Linked DNA regions of Drosophila melanogaster: region 2 is linked to region 1. A link is a contact called in public Hi-C data. All regions are on one chromosome and are shown on one strand. The core of a region is the stretch at or near the end of the contact, and the rest is flanking DNA. Distances in the headings are between cores, read along the strand shown.

Evidence for each region. A called contact is a pair of places that touch in the nucleus more often than the background predicts.
Region 2: a contact with region 1 is called in a Hi-C map of the Kc167 cell line, with 3 times the contacts expected there. A contact is called at or near these places in 2 of 107 Hi-C or Micro-C datasets (the Kc167 cell line and wing imaginal disc).

The regions. Positions count from the first base shown.
Region 1 is chr3R:15,145,292-15,151,459 of dm6, reverse strand. It overlaps Glys (Glycogen synthase), which reads left to right and starts at 3,929. Exons shown (of 5, transcript NM_169611.2): 1 at 3,929-3,985. It overlaps Gyc88E (Guanylyl cyclase at 88E), which reads right to left and starts at 1,085. Exons shown (of 16, transcript NM_001043246.4): 1 at 992-1,085.
Region 2 is chr3R:15,402,146-15,408,427 of dm6, reverse strand. CG6125 reads left to right here and starts at 1,358. Exons shown (of 6, transcript NM_001300409.1): 1 at 1,358-1,527; 2 at 3,122-3,786; 3 at 4,072-4,408; 4 at 4,480-4,742; 5 at 4,804-4,989; 6 at 5,046-5,830. The coding sequence starts at 1,497. The coding sequence ends at 5,399. It overlaps Rbp (RIM-binding protein), which reads right to left. Exons shown (of 18, transcript NM_169652.5): 18 at 5,885-6,282. It also overlaps asRNA:CR46058 and a transcript of Atx2 not described here.

The sequences.
Region 1 (6,168 bases), core at 2,680-5,179:
GGCAAATAAGCCTTTTGTCTTTTCATACAGACCCGAAAATACCCTTCCATTAAATAGAAAACTAAATAAAAGTATATGTTGATACGAAATCAACGGTTAGCGTTATCCTAGAGAGAACCTATTATTAATTGTTTACATTAAATATTTCTAATACAAGCAATGCTTTAGCATTCTTTAAAATGTATAACTATACAATAATTTCCTTTTAAATGTATAGCGAAATTAAAAGTGAATACGTAATGCCTATGCCTCGACAAACAGCTGAGTTATTGTCATTAAAATTTTTGGCTATTTCGGCAAGAGCTTGGAACTTCTTTGCTGCTGTGTAGCGTTGTTCGCCTGAATTAATTACGCAATTTAACTGGTTTTTCCTACAAATCGCATTATAAAGTGGTTTTTGATGTTGCCCCTTAGAGAATCTTACAGGGGCAGGTGCAACGGGTCCAAAGTTGTGCCACCGTTTGCGTCGACCTACCGGGCGTATGCTTAATGTAAAAGCAAGTCGCTTACGGAACACATTAATTAAGGCTGTGCAAAGTGCGTAAGGGAATTATTAACATCATTTATAATTGTCAGAGATTTTCCATTGTTTTTTCTTAATTTATAATAATAATTTATTTCTTTATCGTGGGTTTATTTGTATTTACAAATTAATAGTGTGCTCGTAGCACATGAATTTTTTTAATTTTCTCACACTATTTGGTTTATTAATTTTTCAAATGTTTACTTAATTGATCTTAGATTTTTTTGTTTCAGTATTTTATCTTAAATTCCAACATTTCCAAGGAACTTTAAACTTGGCTTTAAACCGATCACTATTTCGAAGCTCAGCTGATAAGCGCAAGGACAACCGACTGCCGCCAGTGGCGAATAGTAAATGACATGTTTGTCCCTTGTCCAGGAGATAGTTGGGCCATAGTATTTGCGACTAGTTGCCACTCGCTGGTGAGTTATTAAAAAGCCAACAACTGACAACGACAACGGAACGCACTTTGAATATTTTCCGAGCACACGAACGATGTGCGTTCGGAGTTCAGGACACGCAGCTGCGGAGTTCGGAGCCAAACAAAACCGCACGCAACGTGCAACAGCCGCCAACTGATGGGCTTCATGTTCATCTGCCACTGCCAGGCAGTCACCCACACAAGTGGGCCCAAACACAGCCACACCAATACACATATACCCAAGCATAGGCAACTCACACAGATACGCGGCGTTTGTTGATAACAGTTTTCGAATTTCGAATTCGCGTCGTCAGCTGCTGTGGCTTCTGTTTTTCCTGCTCCCGCTGCTGTGGCGCCATTTTTTGTGTACAAACACTGTCAGCATCCTCCGGCCAGCACCACCCACAGAAACAACCTACCCGCCACCCACAACCACACACAGCACAACCACGTTCACCATGTTGCATGTTCGGTATGTGTAAACGCATGCGCCGCGCAGTAGGCAACACTTTTTACACAGTATGCTATCAGTTATCAGAGCAAATGTGCTAATGATGTGCTATATGATTGTTTAATATAATTTTTAGAAAATATATTATTATCACATTAACTTTCTATGAGCATTTTTTTCTATAATGCTAAAGACTTTTCATTTCATGTGGTAGTCACGAAGTAATGAGTATCTTTCGGTTGAGTTCATTAACCATCACTAATTTCCAGCTGTCTTGGCTTCTTGTGCCGCATAAGCGCAATCAACGCAACCTCGACTTTTTTTTGGGAAGCTTCTTTCGTTGTTATCTTTATTGTCCTGCAATATTTCGACAGCGGGTGTTTTGGCAGTGGGCGGGTTGGTGGATGGGTGGGTCATGACATAAATTAGTCACATTTCATTTGGACGTCCCTTAACCTTAAGTCGGTTAAGTTCAGCTCGCAGGCAATGTCTTATTCCAGAGGCGAGTGACTAGAGTTCACGTGCCAAGCCATGGTCACTAATGAATTATGGCCAAGTTTTTAATTAAGCTCTTTATGGCGTGGTCAAGGCGTTTGGCCTCGATAATACCCGTTTATTTTCGAATTCCCGTGCCATTTCGTTTTTTTTTGTGTTGAGATCACAAAGTCTGAATTATGATAAGATTAAAAGTAATTTTTAGTGGTCTTTAAAAAATTCAAATTTCATGAATTGCTGTAAGATAAGAACGTTAGTTGCAGAAATTCAAAAACCATTGCTTAATTACAAATTCACAGCGTACATTTATTTATTTGGGCAAAGGGCCAAAATGTAGCATTCAGCATTGTCCTTGACCCACGAATACCCCGAAAAGTGTTCGTATTCCCTGGCCACAGAGATAAGGCAGTCATGAGTGTGACCATTACGACTATGAAGTGTAAGTGTAAGTGTGAATGTGAATCCTGGTGACAATTGTCGCTGCAGGAAATTGCAAAACTAACTAAAATCGGTGGAAGAGGGCTGAAGTGAATGGGGGGAGGGGTGGGTTTTGAAACAAGTGAGCCAAATGCAAGCCAAAATGATTTACAGTTAAATGGCAAGGATATGTCATAAACATAAAAGTCGGCACTTTCATATTGTCCTTCTTGTGCCATTGTGCCTGTTATCAATGGATGTTTATGAAGGACACAAAGAGCAAGACGCATCAAAGACATTGAAAGCAGACGAGGACACAAATAATAATATTAATGTCCTTTGACCTTGTGAACCGCTGAGAAAGTCAATTGAAGCTACAGCGCCACCTGGCGACGGGGTAATTCAACATTAATAAAAATGTTTTTTTTTTTTTAATTTAAAGAAAAGAATGCTCTACTGATATTGAAATATTTGCGGTTACTCAATTGACCCAGTTATCCTGCACCATCTATCTCTTTCTATTTGTAAATGATTGCCTGTTCTTCACACTTTTCAATTAATAAACATAAAAACGCAAGTCGAAATGGAAGAATGGGAATTAAAAGGCGACAGGAAAGTTGCGTGTCCATCTTCCAGTTTTAATTGAGGTTAAGTGAGCGGACATTAAATTGTTTATAGAGCAAGGTTACGACAAACTGTTCAAATTTCTGTGAAATATGGCTTTTTATGCGATAAGTGAAGAAAATTCAAGGTGAGCGTTGACGATGGACAATTAAATGTCCAAACGGATTTGGATCAAGGTAAGATGGCAACCAAATATCCAATTCCTATTTGCAAAAGAAACAAAGATAAAATGCATCTAAGAAAGAATGATATATCATTCATAATATTATAAATTATTTATTTGTTAGTAAACATTTAAGCAGATGGAATATTTCAATCTTAAATAACAACTCAAAATCTTCCGATGTAATTGTATGACATAAAGAACTGCGATACTTAAATAAAAAGGTTCTAGACTGAACTTTAAAATTTCCGCTCTATGGCGAAGTACGAACTGATTTTATTTACAGCTGGCAATGCTGCTTGCGTTACTTGCTTACGTTTTTTCAAAAAACTTGGCGCCCATTTTTAAAAAGTTTGCCTTAGTTGACATGAGAGCTTAAAAATATTGTAAATAAAATTATATATTCATTGTTATTCAAGGTAAATTAAATTTTTAACGTGCTTGATAATATATGAGTTTTGACTGGTACATCAGGAACATATTAACCAGAATCCTGACACTTTTCAAGTTGTCATCAACAAAATGATGAATGGTCATCATCAAAAGCATAGGCACTTATTGCCGACGACACAGGTACCAACATCTGCTCTATGACGTCGATTATTAAAAGGCATCGTTTAAAATTGCTATATTAAGACTGCCAGTTTTTGGCAAGCCAATGAAAAGGTTGCCACACTGGGCACAGGCGAAGACAGTAGCAGTGTGCCCAGACAGAAAAATATAAATTTCCCTCCGCATTTCTCTCTGCGCAAACTCCCACTCGCCAATACAAAAACAACAGGAACAAGAACTCTCCCGGCTGCCCATGGATTTTCTTTTTGTTTTCGAATTCTTTTTCAGTTATTCGTTTTGTTTCGTGTGGCCAACAACAGCGACTGCGGTGGCCCCAAGGTGATTGTATTTCCGAGATCGGGGGACTATATATATAATATATAGCCGTGCGCGTGCCAAACTTAAAGTTACTCCCACACACCGATTGATGCACTTTCAAGCAAACATTCGTTATCAGCGGCTTGCAGTTTTTGTTGCATTTCGTAATTGGCGCCAAGCGAATGCTTTGGAAACATACGTTATCAGACTTTATAGCACTACCTGATGGAAAAGTGATAAACGCGAAACATAAACAAATAGGCGGTGATAAGCGTTATTAGCATTATCAATGCGCCGGCCGCATGAAAAAGAAAATACAAATTCCTGGCGTCCTCTCTCTCCCTCTCTTTCGCCCACCACAGAGTGCAACAAAAACAAAATTATCAAGTTTTTAAACTTGTTGAGCGGGTTGAATACGGCAACAACAATTGGTACAACAAAAAAACACGAACAAACAATAACAAAATGGGGCGCAAGAATAATACCAATAATGGTGAACAATTTTTAGTGCTCTCGCTCTCGCTCAGCAGCACGCCGCCACTGACCTTTATTTGACTTTTAGCTGGCAATGAAAAAATATCTCTGCCTGCCACAAACACACAAACACAGACGTACACTTGAGGTCTTGCCGCTGTGTTGTTGTTGCTGCTGTTGTTCTTGTTGTTTTTAATTTCGGAGTTGCATTGCAGAAGCGCGTATGTGCGGGTGCGAGTGAGATAGCACTTCATTTTCACCTCCTCCTTCGCAATCACATAAATAAATTATCAAGTGCAAGAAGTCGACAATTGTTCAACTGTTAGTAATCGTGCCAAGAGGTTTTTCTCACTTTTACTTTTGCTTGCATTCCTTCGTTAATTGCTTTTAAACATAATTGTGATTGTATTGAGTGAGAAGTGCGAAGGAGACAAGTGCAATCGAGTGATAGTTAAGATATCACGCCCTCTAGCGTCGGATAAAGTGGATATAGTCCTGAAAAAGTTTAGACCTTAGTTTATGTTTAATTACAAATAATGCGAACTTTGAAAGGACAAGGTACGGAAGTACAAAGAGAGTCCTATGATAAAAGGTGAATTATTAGGTACAAATCCAAAGCCGTAGAGAAAGTTATGTCAAGAGATTATAGCCCGTATTTCGTTATATCAACACAGATAAGATAATTAATATGTTAAAAAATTTTATTGTCTCGAAAATTTGAGCCAATTGATATTTTGTGGTTTCCTCGTTTGCCAAGGTCATTCTGGACAGTGTTCAATTAAGAATTCAACTCCCCCTTTTGACTTCGAATTTGATTAGATGGATAAACCTGAAAACTAAATAAGTAGAAGACAAATTCTAAGTCGTTAGTGCTATAGGAGAAACTGACGCCTTCAGCATTTTTCCTCTCAATTTGTGACGTTGACAATTAAAAAACATTTGCCAAATTTTCATGTATAGTCGTACACATAGAGCGGAAAATTTGGCAAACTCATCTTTGCTCACTAATGAAACTGAACTAAACATTTCCGACATCCGAAAATAGACCTTTGGCTTATAGAGGCCTCATCTATAGCTATAGAATATGGCACGTACATAAATGACCGACTGTCAGGGACATGGGCGATGTCGCATAGCACCGGTTATCAGTCCATAAACTGCAGCGATGCAACTGCACTCGCCTGATAGCCGATCGATCGCACCTCGCTGCGTGGTGATGCAACAAATGCCGGCGTGATGACAATGAATAAATACCAATACGAACAGCGCCAACATCAAGCGCGGTCGATGCACGGCGAGAAATCAGGCGATCTTCATACAGGTTTCAACTATTCACTCTTATTTTCATAACTGGAAAACGAATACTCGAAATACTCGTTACCTCCAATGTAGAATCCTTTAAGATGCTTATTCGAATAAAATAATTAATTAATTAATTTGAATTAATAGCTTTTTGTGTGAAATATAAGCTTTGTCTTAATATACAAGTGTAAGCGATAAGGAATCACTGCTTGTAATGTGGGTCAAGCCGGTGGCTAAATTTAGTTGACACTATCAGTCCGCGACGAGAGCCTCAACGGAGGGGTACAGCTATAGATCAGCGGCGTCTAGATTATAGCATCCCGTTCCCAACATATCAAGGAGATGCGCAGACAGCAGTCCTACCGTTTCGAGGACAACGAGTCCACGTCTTACGCTCTGAGGGTGGGGATCAACTTTGGGCAGAACAA
Region 2 (6,282 bases), core at 109-2,608, 260 kb before region 1:
CGAATGGTTATCGCCTGCGCACTCGATTTGACAGCGCCAGACGGTGTTTGCCTATCGATTGCTCCCGGGCTATCGCCTGCTCAAAAACAGTGTTGCACACAGTCGTTTGGGCGCGCAATTTGAACTGCTTATGGTTTGTATTCAATCGCAGCGGTATTAAGCAAATATTTGCTCCAAATCTAGATCACAAATACAGGCGAATCTATTAATAGCCCGGAGCTATCGTCTGTGTCCCAGTAGGTGGAAAACATCCGCATGTTTACCGAATGTCAAGATAGGCGGCCACAGACGACGACCTTGTATGTCAAGAAATTCCTTTTTCCGAGAAAGCTGCCGCCGCTTAATCATTTCAAAGTCAACCGCAAATCCACTCTTCGCCGACCTATGTCGTTTGTATCTCCTCTCCATCATGAGATATAATACTAATTACGATGCTATCTGGTTTACAGCCCAACAGGGTCGCCATACACATAAGCCGTAAATCTGTCCGGTCCACACGCCAGGCGGACCGTCTTTGTAACGCCTGATAGAATCGTTAGCACCTAGTGAAATTCCCAGCCTGAGATTTAATAACTCGCTACTAAGATACTTGGGAAGACATTGTAGGCTACACAGTATCTCTTATTTATCGCAGCTACTGATTATTACGATTTTATAAAATATGGCTGTATAATTACAATTATGAATATGATCAATTATATGTATAACCTTATTCTAATCATATTAGAAATTATATAATATTAAATTCGTATTACATAGGTAGGGCATACAGATTCCGAATATATATGTTTATGCTTCCTTTAAGAATGACTGTCACAAGGTGTCACAGCTTATGCTAAGATATATATTTGGATGATTAATTTGTGATCTTTTGATTTGTCTAACCCAATATTCAAATATTGGTCCATCGTTTATCGATCGAGGTGAGTGAAATGCCACTTGGGCGGCAGTCAAAGGTGGAAAATTACTTGGAGTCCACACGACAGACAGCCCAGTGGGATGGAGATTAATGATCGGGGATGGTTGGGTGCCGACCAGATAGCCTCCCCCACTGCGCGCTTTGTAGCGATATCGCAGTAGTTTCTGCCACCGGTGCCGTTGACATTTCCAGTTATATATTCGTTTGTTCCCGCTCCGGCCGGCGGATTCAAATGCGAGCGCCCAACCCTCCGCAATGTTTGCTCGCCCATCTGCCTGCCGAATGGGCGTTAAGTGTATCATTGTTGTGCGCTGATCTCTGGCTGAAAATAAAAGCGCACCATGTTTGTCGCCTTTTTCTTGACTCTTTTCATTTTTCGTGTTTATCAGAAAAATCTGCCCCAGCCCACTTATTTATCACTCAAGAATTCGCTTATTCGGCAGTTTTCATTAGATTGCGAAGCGGTGCACTTGGCTCACTTACGAGGAAAGGATAATCAGTACTTAATAATCCAGAGCTCCATCGCCCGAATGTCCTTTGAATAAAAATATTTAAAGTCCAAACGGATACGTGCATAATGTCGATTGTAAAGAAGTTGTCCTTCGATGGTAAGGATAAGAGCCTTCGGTGTTCAATATGTTGTGAAAAGTGAAATCCTAATTAGCGAGACAAGGATATAACGATTTGATAATCCAAGTGCAATAACCTTATAATATAAAAGGATTTAAAAGACAATCGTTTCCACTATTTAATACACAATATTATTTGAAGTTCTTTGATCTGTTTTTGTGACTCACTATAGCAATAGTATCGTGATCTTTTTACAACCGTTCCATTTACACAACTTGGCCCATTTTACTACCGCCATATATGCCACCCGCCGATCTGCCGCCTTAATTAGCAGCGGAAAACAGCTGGAGATATAGTCGCCACAAGATGTTAAAAGTTTTGGCCTGAGGTTACGAATTAGCATTCATTTTGGGTTTTCGTATACGCCGTCATGAACGATAAGACCAGATCGTAAAAAATATTTAACTTGCCAATCTGTCGACCGCAAATATTAACATTAGCTGAGAAAACATTTCGGATTAAACATGTAATTATGTTCACATTACATAAATATAAATATATATAGAACCAGATCATAATAGAGTATTAATTTGCAAATGGAAAAAGTATTATCAACTCAATTTATTTGGGCACAACTTGTAGTATTTACTTCGTATATAGCAAACCTATTATTAACATTGGTACGACAAAACCTTCAATACTTAATCGATTTTCGCAGGTGTACTAAGTACACAATAGTAAGTACACTGTACTTTAAACTAATTCATGTGAAACGTAACACCCATGATCAATGGTTTGCACTATCCATTTAGATCCATAGACAGAGAGATGACTAATCTGGGTGGACTAATCAATTTGCTTTCTATCTGAATGGCACCCAATGTGCTAATTAACCGTTTACTTCTAGTGAATTTGCATAAAAAAAATCACCCATTTAATATTGTCTCTATTCAGGTTTCGCTTTGTTTACCTTTATAAAAATAAATGGGTAACAAATGATTTTTAATGCGATTAACATAAAGAGCGATGGAGGAAGACACATATAACAGGTTTTAAGACTCGCATGTATGTACATATGTATATATATCCGAACAATTAGGTGTTATATGAACGTACTGGCTCTCCAATAGAGTTCCTCAATATGAGACAAGAATCTCAGTTATTTAAACAAATTGCCGGGAACACAGTCCGGGTTGAGAATACTCAAACATATGTGCTTAATTACGATTTCACACAATTAATTTTTTGCCATTTTTGCTTGGCTGTCGGCTCGGCTCGGCAGCGAACAAGCTGGACTGTGAAGTTCGTTCGTTCGTTGTTTTTTTGTTATTATTATTAAAACGCTAAAAATTCCCCTGACAAAATCAAACAATTTCGGCTGGCAGAGCGATTGTACCTGGCCATTGGCGAAACGGAAACAGAGTCAGAAAATCAGTACACAATGCGTTGGCCGCGAAAGCACACGTTCGGCTTGTGGCCCAAACGAAATGGTCGGAATCGCAGTAGTGGAGAAGCCACTGGGGGGCAACCCCAGGCCACTGTGGCCACCATTTACGATCGTAGGAACAACGGATTAGCTGTTCTCAACACGACATCGTACTAAGTAGTGTCTGTCTGCTTTCCTGTTTTCAGCTGGCTGCGAGGAGAAGGAGAAGTACACGGCCCAGAATGGCGATGATTACTATGGCCAGGCGCACACCGTCGACCTGGACGTGGCCAGCAAGTACTCCAAGCCCAAGGAGGCCCACTGGCTGGTGCGGCGCATATTCTTCCTCAGCTGGATTACCAGTTACGATCGAGAGCAGGCGTTCGCCGATTTGATTGCCGGCATCACCTTGGGCCTGACCATCATACCACAAAGTATTGCTTATGCCGCGCTGGCAGGACTCTCCTCGGAGTACGGCCTGTACTCCGCCTTCATTGGCTCCATCATCTATGTTTTCTTTGGGACGATACCACAGGTGTCCATTGGACCCACCAGTCTGATGGCCATTCTCACCCTGCAATTCTGCGCCGACAAACCGGTGCAGGTGGTCATCGTGCTGGCCTTCCTCGCCGGTTTGGTGGAACTGGCCATGGGTGTGTTCCAGCTGGGATTCATCGTGAGCTTCATACCAGCTCCGGTTACCAAGGCTTTTACATCCGGCACTGCGCTGATCGTGGTCTTTGCCCAGATCAAGAATCTCTTAGGTGTTCGCATAAAGGGATTCCCCTCGATCGGTGACTTTTTCACCAATATCCGGCCCACGGATGCCGCCATGGGAATCTCGTGCATGGTTGTGCTACTTTCGCTGCGGGTAAGTTAAATATAGCGTATATAAATAACTTTATGGAGAGATAAATGATCCATAACCATATTGAATGTAAGGCTTCCAAATAACCCAAAATAAATTGTTTATTAGCTTATCAAATAATTGGACAGGGTCTAACTGCTGAAACCTGACTTTAAACTGGTGCCTCCTCAAGTCACGTTTTCAAAAAATCTAACTAAGTGGTTTAGATATTTGATAATCAATCATGCATACTTCACATGTGAAAAATGCTAATAATTGTTTCAATTTCTCAATCTTTTTTCTTGCTAGCTACTGTCGCAAGTGAATTTCAAGCAGGACACGCCTGTTACGCGTCGCCTTAAGAAGATCCTGTGGTACATCAGTATTTCCCGCAATGCTCTGGTTGTCTTCTTCACTGGCCTTTTGGTTTTCATCTGGGTGAAGAAGAGCTCCATTGAGGCGGTCCCCTTTGCGCTTTCCTCAAAGGTTTCCTCGGCCATGCCCACAATCAAGCTGCCGCCCTTCGCCTTCGAGTATCAGAATCGCACCTATGTGTTCACGGATATCCTCCATGAGCTGGGCAGCGGAATTGTTGTGGTGCCAATTGTGGCGGTTTTGGCCAATGTGGCCATTGCCAAAGCCTTCGGTGCGTATACGTAATATTGGGCGTAAATGCAGTTTGTCTATAATGGTGCGCATTTTTCTCTCTCTTCTCAGTCAAGGATGGCAATCTGGATGCCTCGCAGGAGATGCTTACTTTGGGTTTGTGCAACATAGCCGGCTCCTTCTTCAGTGCCATGCCCACCTGCGGAGCCTTCACCCGCTCGGCGGTGAGTCAGGCATCTGGAGTACGAACGCCAATGGCTGGCATCTACACGGGATTGATAGTGCTCTCCGCATTGAGCATCCTGACCCCCTACTTCCAGTACATTCCAAAGGCTTCCCTATCGGCAGTTTTAATAGCAGCAGTCATCTTTATGGTGCGTTTATACTTTCTTATCAACTAAATGTAGTTAATCATATACTTTTCCTTTCAAACAGATTGATCTTGCTCCAGTTAAGGAGCTATGGCAGACCAACAAAAAGGACTTCTTTAGCTGGGTGGGAAGTTTTATCATCTGTTTGGTGGCTGGCGTCGAGTTGGGTCTTCTCTTTGGCATTGTTCTCAGCATGGTGTTTATATTGCTGCGCTTGGGTAACCCCAAATTTGAGGTCACCCTTAAACAGGTAAGTTTGAAAGTTAACTAGATAACTTTAGTTTAATATTTGACATTGCTCCCTAGCATGAATCCACGTACTATGTGCACATCGTTCCCCAATCGGATGTCTATTACACAGGCGTCGATGCACTACGATCTGAGTTGCGAGGAGCATGCAGATTGTATCACAATGATTTCCCAGTGGTTCTCGATTGCGCACGCTTTATGCAGTTCGATGCCACCTTCAGTGAGATGCTGATATCGGTGGCCAAGGAGATGGCCAGCCACGATGTCCTGCTAATCCTGCAGAACATGAGCCTCAAAGTGCAGCAGATGCTGCCCGTGATGGGTAATGTGCGGTTCTGCCAGGAGGATAGCCAGCTTTCGAGTCATCTGCAGGTGGAAAAGGAGGCACCTGTTGTGGAGGCCAAGCTATAGCCAACTTCCTATCTGATGTCGGTTCGTTCCAGTCTGTTTGATCCGGTTATGAGCGAACGTCACAGCATTTTTATCTTCGGACTTGTTACCGCTTGACGTTCGCACGCAAATTGCGTAATTAGGCAGCGCCAGCAGTTAGTTAGTTAAGTGCTTAGATATAGGTGTTTAGTTAGCGACTTTGTAAATACTTATGTGCATTATAAAAATACAGTACTCCCCAACAAATCTGTCAAGATAAAATGAAGCTCGAAAGTGCTCTTCGAGATTGAATAAACAGCTGCTGCTGTAAGAGCCCATAAAGAACGCCTCGTGCCGCGGAACTCAAATAGGTAATCTGCATGGCGGCATACGTGTCGTATGAGTAATACCGCTCAGCTGCGCGCAAAACTGAATTCACAACTCATTAGGGCAATTGAAATGCACGTTGGCGATTTTTTTTTTTTTTGAAATTGTTGTTTAATTATTATTTTTTTTCGCTTTTTGTCGTTCAATAAGGAAATTATAATTTATAGAAAAAGTATAATAATACAGTATAACAATTTAGTTGGTTTTCATTTGTTTTGTTTATCCATTTCATATTGCATAGTACTCATTGCCATTATCATTTCTTTTTTTTTCTGTTTTGCCAGTGTGTGTTTAATGGGAATTTAATTTCATTTATTCTATATTGTTCGCTTGGTTTCCGAGGAAATAAACTGTTGTATAGTTGTATAGGTGTTTCTAGTAAATGATTATAGAGTGTGTATGTCTGCATTTGTCAGTGTCCGTATCCGTAACTGTATCTGTATCTGTGTTTGTGTCTGTGTGTATTTCCGGTCAGTCCCCGTATTTCGGATGTGATATATTTTCCGGTTTTTCGGGAACTTAACGGCTTCGGTGGATG